Regions from separate parts of the Danio rerio genome. Here region 2 is linked to region 1. A link is a contact called in public HiChIP or PLAC-seq data. All regions are on one chromosome and are shown on one strand. Each heading gives the region's core, a stretch centred on a gene start, on an enhancer-like site or on the middle of the called end of the contact. The rest is flanking DNA. Distances are from core to core; before and after follow the strand shown. Region 1 holds the start of kpna1 (karyopherin alpha 1 (importin alpha 5)). Region 2 holds the start of zdhhc23b (zDHHC palmitoyltransferase 23b).

Region 1 (5,105 bases), core at 212-2,711:
TGCCAATAATATGAAACAAAAATTAACCAGTGCTCAAAATTGTATGTTTAAATTTAAGTACATCAGCCCATTTTGAGTTCGACAGGACCTTGCTTTAATATGAAACCTGAACATTTCAGACACCTAATGGATCATAAAACAATTAACAATATTGAGGAAGTATGGTGATATGTATTAATTATTATTCACTGGTTTAGCTATTTCTACCCTGTTCAACAGTGGTGCTTTGGCCCAATATCTTCAAACTATTTATGTTTCTTATTTATTAGTAGTAGTTGTGGCAATGTTTTCTATTTTAGGACTGCACTGTTATCCTTACATACAGTCTTCTAATACATCGTCAAAAGACTACTGCTTTAAATGTGTCTGACATGATTTCTGGCATGTAAACAGTTTGGTGTCTTCTTTAAATCATGGTAAAAATGTTTGTTAAGACTTTTTTTTTCTAAACTATATATATTTTTTCTATTTATAAATTTAGTCTATGATTTTATTTTGTTTGTTTATCAGACGGTTTTCAACATGTCAGGCAAATTTCTAAATGCTTTGACACTATTTTTGATAAAAATATTTCATAAAAGATAAGGATTAAACGCAAAGCTTGAGCTAAACAACCACCACGGACGATAACATTTATTATTTATTTATCTCTAGCCAGTGTACCTGTGACATTTAGTCTCAAACTACTAAAAACAATATAAAACAGAGGCTGCATGGATCTGTCAGTGTGTTTTGGGCAGTGGTGCTAGAGCCCGCAGTGAAGAGGATCGACCCATCAAACCATCCACACCTAAAAACAGCCGCCAAACGCACCAATCTCACCGATCATCGCATCACAGAAGCGGAAACGATCGATTCAAGTTAACAAAATGTCATTTTTGCTCCACACGAGCTAGTGATCATCGACTGAAGAGCAGGTTTGTTAGTAATATCGTCTTAACAGCGGACTCGCCTCCCCCTCCCAGATCTGCGCAGCAGCCTCTGTTAGCTTATCTGCTAACCCAGCCAACAAGGTTGTCCGACTAACGCCTTTTATCTGTGTTTTAACATTATAATCTTTTGAATTTGACATCATGTAGACGGAATAAAACCAGACAGACACAAGTTATCCACACTGGCGTACTGACCTGTCAAAACGGCCTCGTTTATCCCTGCGTCGTTTAAGCTGCAACCGTTCAGCCTCCGCCGGTATAGTGACACTGCACATGCGCATTGTGAGAGGACATCGTGTGCGAAGCGCATGTCTGCTTCTCGGTGTTGCCAGTTCTGTGTAACGAACAGTGTTGCCATCTCCGCGCTTTATAAGTAAACATTATAAGCTTATATACATATATTTAAAAACAAATACATAGCTTATAATAAATTATCTATGTAGATACCTTTTATATCACATAACTCATTTTGTAGCATTCATACAAATCATAAAGCATATGCCAAAATAATTGGCAGTTCATTTCGCTGTGGTGACTCCTGATAAATCTATTATTATTATTATTTTTATGATTATTAATAATAATAATAATTGCTTTCGCCTCACAGCAAGAAGGTTGCTGGGTCGCTGGTTCAAGCCTCAGCTTGGTCAGTTGGTGTTTCTGTGTGGAGTTTGCATGTTCTCCCTGCGTTTGCGTGGGTTTCCTCTAGGTGCTCCAGTTTCCTCCACAGTCCAAAGACATGCGGTACAGGTGAATTTGGTAGGTTAAGTTGTCCGCAGTGTATGAGTGTGTGTGTGTGTGAATGAGTGTGAGTATGTTTTTTTTTAAGCCAGAAAGAAAATGAATGGATAAATGAATGAAAATAATAATAATATTTTATTATTATTATTAAGTACATTTATTTATTCATATGAACGTCATTTTTATCTATTTATTTTGTATAGGCCAATCATATATAATTTAAATTGAATATCTACATCTCATCTTACTTATTTGTTTACTCAGTTGTTTTACACAGTGGATGGCTGTATGCCTTTCCAGCTGCAACTTAGCACTGAAAGTACAACACTCAATGCTGGGAAACAACCACAGACTCTCCCATTCACACACATTTAGCCAATTTAGTTGATTCAGTTTGCCTATAACTTCACCTACATCTTTGGACTGTGGGGGAAACCGGAGCACCTGGGGAAAACTCGAGCAAACACAGAAATAGCCACACAGAAATAGCAACTCAAACAAGCAACCTTCTTGTGGTGAGGCAACCATGCTAGCCTCAGCCAATGTGCCATGGCTGAATGAATTGTTATCATATACACATTCATTCGTTTTCTTTTCAGCTTAGTCTCTTTCTTAATCAGGGTCACCACAGCAGAATAAACTGCCAACTTACGCAGCAATATGCCAACACAGAAATGCCAACTGACCTCGAACCTTCTTGCTGTGAGGTGACATCGCTACCCACTGCGCCTCCATCATATACACATATGTATTTTTATTATTTGTATAAAGAAATATATGTGAACAGTAATTTATAAATACAGTAAATCCTTTTGTTCATGTATTATCATCATATCACTTTTCCTTTATTCTTACATAATCACTCCTTTTGTAAAATTATTTAACAATGTTGGTTTATTACTCTCTTTTTGTTTTTATTGAGTCACTTTGAATGTTGTTTTTGTATTTTTGTATAAGTGTTTTTGTAGGCATGTTTTTCCATCAAAATCTGGCAACATTTAATCTTTTCATCCGCACCATATGATGCTTTCAGTGTTTTTCTCCTTTTAAGTCTTACATAAAAAAGGTAATATACGAAGATAATATTATTTAAAAAAACTCATTTTACAAATGTGAAAATCTGAAACTGTCCCCACCTTTGAAATGTGGGCTAGAAAGCTTGGAAATATGTTACACTTAGGAGAACAGAGATTCACACTAAATGACAGATTGTCCAGTTGTAACAAGATTTGGGAACCATTCATAATATTTTTTTAGATAGACTGAACTGATATAGACTTTTACAAGACTGTTGTATGGTAATTTATTTGTTTATTTAATTTCATTATTTACTTTATAATTATCTTATAATTATTTTAGAATTTATCTTTTGGTAATCGCCTCACAGCAAAAAGGTCGCTGGTTCCAGCCCCAGCTAGGCCAGTTGGCTTTTCTGTGTGGAGTTTGCATGTTCTCCCCGTGTTCGCGCGGGTTTCCTCCTGGTGCTCCGCTGCCTAAAACATGTGCTGGAAAAGTTGGCGGTTCATTCTGTTGTGGGGACCCCTGATTAATATAGGGACTAAGCCAAAAAGAAAATGAATGAATGTATCTTTTGGTCTAATTGTCTATGTACACCTATTGCTTCAATTGTATTTATTTTTTTGTCCTAGCCAGTTCCATAATATGATTGTAAATGTTATTCATGCATGACTTTTATTTTATTTTTTGCTAACTTTCTACAAACATTTTGATCAATGTTAGATGGGTGGGATGTAGGGTTTTGAGTTCCTTTTTGTTGTGAGCCAAATTCACTGTGAAAGTCTTTCCAAGAGATTTTTGATATGGATCATCTCTTTCTTGTACGGATATAGGCGGTACTGTGTGTATGTATTTTTTTTTTCAATGAAAATAAAGAGTTTAAAATATATACAGTTGAAGTCAGAATTATATATATATATATATATATATATATATATATATATATATATATATAGTTTATGTATACACACACACACACACACACACACACACACACACACACACACACACACACACACACTGTAAAACCCAATAAGTTAAGGGAACTCAAACAATTTGAAGAAACCGATTGCAACAAACCATTTCATTTAAAAAACTGATCTATATGAATACTATGAACTTACTCCATTTAAGTTAAAGTAATGAGGTATTTAATGAACTCATTCAACACTCGTTGACAGTTGGGATTTACAGTGTATATTCAAATATTAAATATCACACCTGCTGTCAGACAAACCACACATAAACGTCTGTATGAGTTTCATCAGGGAAAAAAGTATAGAGTATTTATTAAAAGTTATATGTCTACCTTACATCTAAAATATAAAAGCATACCATAATAATTTACCACAAAGTTATAAACTATCAATTTTTACACCAGAAAAATTTAGAAAAAATATAGGACTATCAATCAGTAGGCTAATGACAGGGATTTGTACAAACAGATAATGTCACCACTGCTACTATCATCCTCTTACATCCTTTTACTTTGTAGATTGTTGACAGTCCTAAAAAATTACAAGGTACAATGAAATTAAATTTGGTCTTCATCTTTCCTGAACTAGGGCGAAGCAGTGGTGCAGTAGGTAGTGCTGTCGCCACACAGCAAGAAGGTCACTGGTTCGAGCCTTGGCTCAGTTGGTGTTTCTGTGTGGAGTTTGCATGTCCTCCCTGCGTTCGCGTGGTGCTCCGGTTGGACTGAATTAGACTGGTGAATTGGATAGGCTAAATTGTCCGTAGTGTGTGTGTGTGTGTGTGTGTGTGTGTGTGTGTGTGTGTGTGTGTGTGTGAATATGTGTGTGGATGTTTGCTGGATAAGTTGGCGGTTCATTCCGCTGTGGCGACCCTGGAATAAATAAAGGGACTAAGCCGACAAGAAAATGAATGAATGAATCTTCTGAACCTGAACTATTTCCTCTCGTTGTCGTTCACCGGGACTCATTCCTGCCACTAGAGGGCAGCCGATAATTGACTCTCGGATATCTATAGTCTTTGCCTGTAAGCACTGCAGGCTCCAGAGACAAGTCAAACCGCTTTCTCCTCTGCACCGTCACAGTGACTGCACTGCAACCGCTAGAGATGGTATCGTTTCAGATTTTACGTCGTCTGGGCGTGTTTGCCCTCACTAAACCGGTTTGCCATGGTAGAATTTTGTCAGCATGTGGAATCAAGACATCCAACATCAATCACAGTCACGGACAACCTGGTGCAGGTAGAGCTCCCAGAGCCACAACATATTCTCAAAATAGCTGGAATTACTTTTTTTGCCCAGTTAAAAACTATATCGTCTTATGTTTACATATTTTTTTCTCATATACTATATTTCAGTGAAGTCTGCAATGTCAGGTAGGCTAAAGGACGATTTTATTATGTAGCACTTTGGACTTTGGACCAATTCCCAATTTATTTCTATTT
Region 2 (4,537 bases), core at 445-2,944, 170 kb after region 1:
AAGACCACACCTGGTGTCCCTCTTGTCAGCTAAGAACAGGAAACTGATGTTCCAATTCACACAGGTTCGCCAAAATTGGACAATAGAAGATTGGAAAAACGTTGCCTGGTCTGATGAGTCTTGATTTCTGCAGTGACATTCGGATGGTAGGGTCAGAATTTGGCGTCAACATGGATCCATCCTGCCTTGTATCAACGGTTCGGGCTGGTGGTGGTGTAATGATGTGGTGGATATTTTCTTGGCACACTTTGGGTCCGTTTGTTAGTTGCCATTGCTTTTGTAATCTGTGGTTTTGTTTTGATTTATTTTATTGTTATTACACTTGTCAAACTAAATCAGTCAGAAAATAAATACAAATAAATAAACATAAAATGTTCTAACGGCAAATTAAACAAGTAGGTTTTAAAAAGATATTCAAAACCGGTAATTGAAGAGGCTTGTCTAATATACAAAGGCAGCACATTCCACTATTTAGGTGCAGCCATGAAAGTGATATGGATTTTGAACGACATGTGAGCAAATGATGACCATTTGCCATTTTATTTCATGTAAATATAAATACTTTAACCCACAGTTAGATTTTTTTCACTCACCTGTCACAAGCCTCATCCAAATCCTCACAGTCACAGCAACATGCCACCATGTGACTGCGACTGCCATGACGGTCAATGTACTCACAACAGCACAGAAGTTCATCCGGATCTGCTGCTCGACTAGATCTCTTCTTCATGATGGACATCAACTCATAAAACAAAGAGACCGCATTCCTGTAAGAGAAACAAGTTTACAGTTCAGATGCATGTCTCAGTATATTAGTACTGTATGGCAGAGACCGACTAATGGGCAGACAGACACTGTATATTCTGTGGTCATTAATCTGGCAAATCCTAAAATGATATGAATTAATCATCTTTATAGGAAATTTCCTAATACAATATTCTCTTCGAATTAAAGACTGGAGTCTTGTCTAATGTAAAGTAATAAGATTATGATAAAGACATTTTTTAATTAAGTTTTAAAAAAATAATGAGTGCAATTAACATAAAAAATTTCAAAACTTGTTGACAGCACTAACATTTTAAATAATAAACGAAGAATAATATGTAATTAAACAAAAACTAAGACTACAGAAAGGTAAAACTACAGAAAGCAATATAAAAGTAGGGAAACGCTAGATTAAAGAACTGACGTTACAAAGAGAAAGAAATCCTTCTGGCTGTAAACTTAAATAGGACGTAAGTTACGCTTTTTAACACGTTTGTACCAGGTTTGTACCTACAAACTACTCATCAGATAGAAGGCAGGAAAGTGAAAAAAGACAGACTGACCATCCAGAACACGTCAGATAACAGAAGAAGTACGATAATAGGCAAATGGACTGATTGGGAAATTCTCGTAAGGCTGAGAGCATAGATCTTGTACTTACAGCACTCACAACACATTCATATTGCAGGAGATGAACTTCCTTTCTAGTACTGTAAACATGCTCGCCAGCTGCCTCAGGTTGGATTTCGGAACCTTCTAGTCTTTTAGCCTTCTTCCCCATAGGAACTTAATCATTCATTTCACAGAATCGAAGAGTGGCTGAAAAAAACTATAGCAAGTAAACTAGTCCAAATGTATGAAGTTTACTTCGAAAAGCACCAGGAAGTAGCGTGACATAAACACAGCAGCAGCAGTACGCCGCTGTGTGTCTGAATTGTCGAATGGAAACGCGCTTTGTCCTGGTCTTCCTGACGTCAGTGAAAACTAACCATTTCATTACCTCTCGTTGTAACAAGTGGGGGTTTTTCCATTCATTCATTCATTCATTCATTCATGCATGCATGCATACATTCATATAGGTTTTACTGAATGACGAATTTTTTTTTTGTTTTAGGTTGTTTTTACACAGTCTGAGGCTACAGAGTGTCTACACGTACGTTTTAATACGTTTAACAATTAGTATAAAATATACATGCATGCTTAATTAATGTTCAATCTAAAACCCTGCATAAGCTATACTTATCTAAGGAGAAACTGCAGACGTTTCCTCAGATATCTCCACTCTGTATTAGGTGTAAAACAACAAAAGGGTCCCTAACCCACTTAATACGGTCGTGTCCTAAATTACAAGAATTTGTAATTGAAAATATATTTGATGTGTTTTTCTAAAGTTTTTTAAACCATGTCCACTTCTAGCTGTTGTTGCGATATTTAGTAACTTAGAGATGTTTAATAAATATAAAGACAAGCCATGTTATTTGGTATGGTAATTGCCAAAAGGATGATTTTGAGGTGGAAAACTGAATCTGTACCTAAATTTGGTATGTGTAGTAGAGATCATAAACATACTTTCTTTGAAGAGGTTTTCATAAATAAATAATGATATATTGGATTTATTATTATTACATTTCTCTGTTTACTGGAAAAACAGTTTTACCTACCAAGTTCTCTGTATGATCAGAAAAATAAGCTTTTTTTTTAGGAGGATGATTGCTATTTAATTTAAAGAGTACAGTAAGTCCTGATGTGCAGTGCAGTAGTTCAACGTGCATGCTCAGTCCTCAGTGAATGCGACAGCACATCACTTATAGGTTCTGTCAAGGAAATAAAATAAACAGCATTTTGACAATAAAATGACAAAAAAAAAAAAAAAAAAAATTCGACCTAAAATACAAAAAAATTGTTTTCAGATGCGTTCTTATTCATTTTTAGACAGCACAATACCACGGTTTTAACTTCAGGAGAGTAATCCTGATTTTAAATAGCAAAATTAAAATATTCGTTTTGACCACTTTTCATTTTCTCAATAGTTTATTTGAAATTTGGAAGAAATGTCATGAGACCTACATTATAAAGTAAAGCCTAATAAACCAAGACAAACAGAGAAGTGCTCTCATTTCTTCCATAGCTGTGTATACAGTAGTCAACATTAAAACAGGATCACAACCTTTCATCAAAGTTGTCCTTAACATATCGAATAACCCTATGGAAGTCCATTCTGGTCTCACGACAATTTTAATAAACCTTTTTGATCAAATGTTGGCTACTGTAAATTAAAAATGATCACAACTTAAACATTGTAATGTGATGAGATTTTTATTTATAAATAGTTTCAGAAGAAATTTTTTAAAAATTCTGATGAAAACGGGCCAATAATCCAAAACAAAAAGCATATATAAATGCTTGAAAATTACACATCGTCTTTTAATAAATTAACGTTTACTTTGTCCATTGTACAGAATTCACAAGTTTATTTCACAGTAGTTACAATATAGTATCTAAAAGCTCAACAACCAAAAGGTGTAAACCATTTCTAGGTACATAAAGCATCACCACTCCATTTACATTAAACCTCCAGTTCTTTATCTTCTCCACATAAAGCTGTACCTTTACACAATATTAAAAACCGGATGTGTATCCAAAAATCTACAAATATACAAATTTCACAATCATTTGTCAGTGTTGATCCCTGCTTTAATAAATTCTTAGATGTATCTTAAGACAACAACGGTCTAAATCAAGAAAAAAAAGACCACAAGAGCAAATGTTAGGCAGACCTTTAACATGAACCAAAGGCAACGGGCCTGCATTGCCAGCTCAATCATCAGATACCCTTTGCAGCCACACCAAACCCCTTAAGTCCAAGACTTTTTTTGGTTTCTTTTGTTTTATCTGGCTTGGTTGTAGTTCAGCATCCCAGAGATTATTGTGTTTCGCAACCTGCTACATCACTGTTGCTTTCACTGCAGCAACATCAACTGTGAAGAACGAGAAAAAGACAGCCACTCTTCTCCTTCAGCTTTAAGTTCACAAATTCTCTTTCATCTTCAGTCTTTAAATGTGAACATCTCCTCTGGGACGAAATCAAGCTTCAAAATAAAAAAACGTCCAACGGCAACAAACCTGGCCTAAGAGACGATGAACCAAGCTACGATTCTGCCCTGGGGTGGCAGTGCCCCTATGGCAACAGTCCTCAGAAGCGGGCAGGTCTTATGGGATGAATACCCTTGTGCTGTCGGGTCACCAAACTCAAAACCATTTACAGTGGAGAGGAGGTTCTGTTGTACACCTGAAAGTTCTGCTGAAGCACTAGTAGTGAACTGCGGAGCTGTGGAAGAGCACAAAAAAAAAAACAATTTGCACATAAGAGACCTCTTCTCCAAAAGAATTTATGCATTAGGCCTCTTTAAACTGGCAAAACAAATATAAAACAAATAATTGGTCAAGAATTAGTTAAACAGGAAAGAACATCCAACCAGTGCTAGGCAGATTACTTCTAAACTGTAGGGTATTATGAATGTGAAATGTTAAAAACTGTAGTTTGCACATGTAATAGATTTAGGTAATGCATTCTGACAACTATTTGATTACTTCTTACATTATTTTTAATTCACCTAATTCCATTTATTTACTCAATTTACCTTATTTACCCAATTATTTTTTTAAATAATTAGGTTTATCTTGTATCAGAGTGAATTTATTCTTGTCAATATCCCACACAACTTAAAGTGCATTATACAGCCACAGGCCACTTTATTAGGTACACCAGTCC

The links. HiChIP or PLAC-seq counts read pairs in DNA pulled down with a chosen protein or histone mark.
Region 2: an H3K4me3 HiChIP or PLAC-seq map of embryo shows a contact between it and region 1, with 2.2 times the contacts expected there. The contact joins the promoter of zdhhc23b here to the promoter of kpna1 in region 1. A contact is called at or near these places in 1 of 18 Hi-C or Micro-C datasets (caudal fin) and 1 of 4 datasets of contacts at active chromatin or transcription factors (embryo).

What each region holds. Positions count from the first base shown.
Region 1 is chr24:24,835,478-24,840,582 of GRCz12tu, forward strand. kpna1 (karyopherin alpha 1 (importin alpha 5)) reads right to left here and starts at 1,462. Exons shown (of 14, transcript XM_696267.10): 1 at 1,128-1,462. The coding sequence starts at 1,290. It overlaps si:ch211-161h7.8, which reads left to right and starts at 4,707. Exons shown (of 4, transcript XM_001340371.9): 1 at 4,707-4,902. The coding sequence starts at 4,770.
Region 2 is chr24:25,010,178-25,014,714 of GRCz12tu, forward strand. It overlaps zdhhc23b (zDHHC palmitoyltransferase 23b), which reads right to left and starts at 1,695. Exons shown (of 5, transcript NM_001003757.2): 1 at 1,427-1,695; 2 at 594-767. The coding sequence starts at 730. It overlaps gramd1c (GRAM domain containing 1c), which reads right to left. Exons shown (of 18, transcript XM_073940662.1): 18 at 3,066-4,093. The coding sequence ends at 4,025.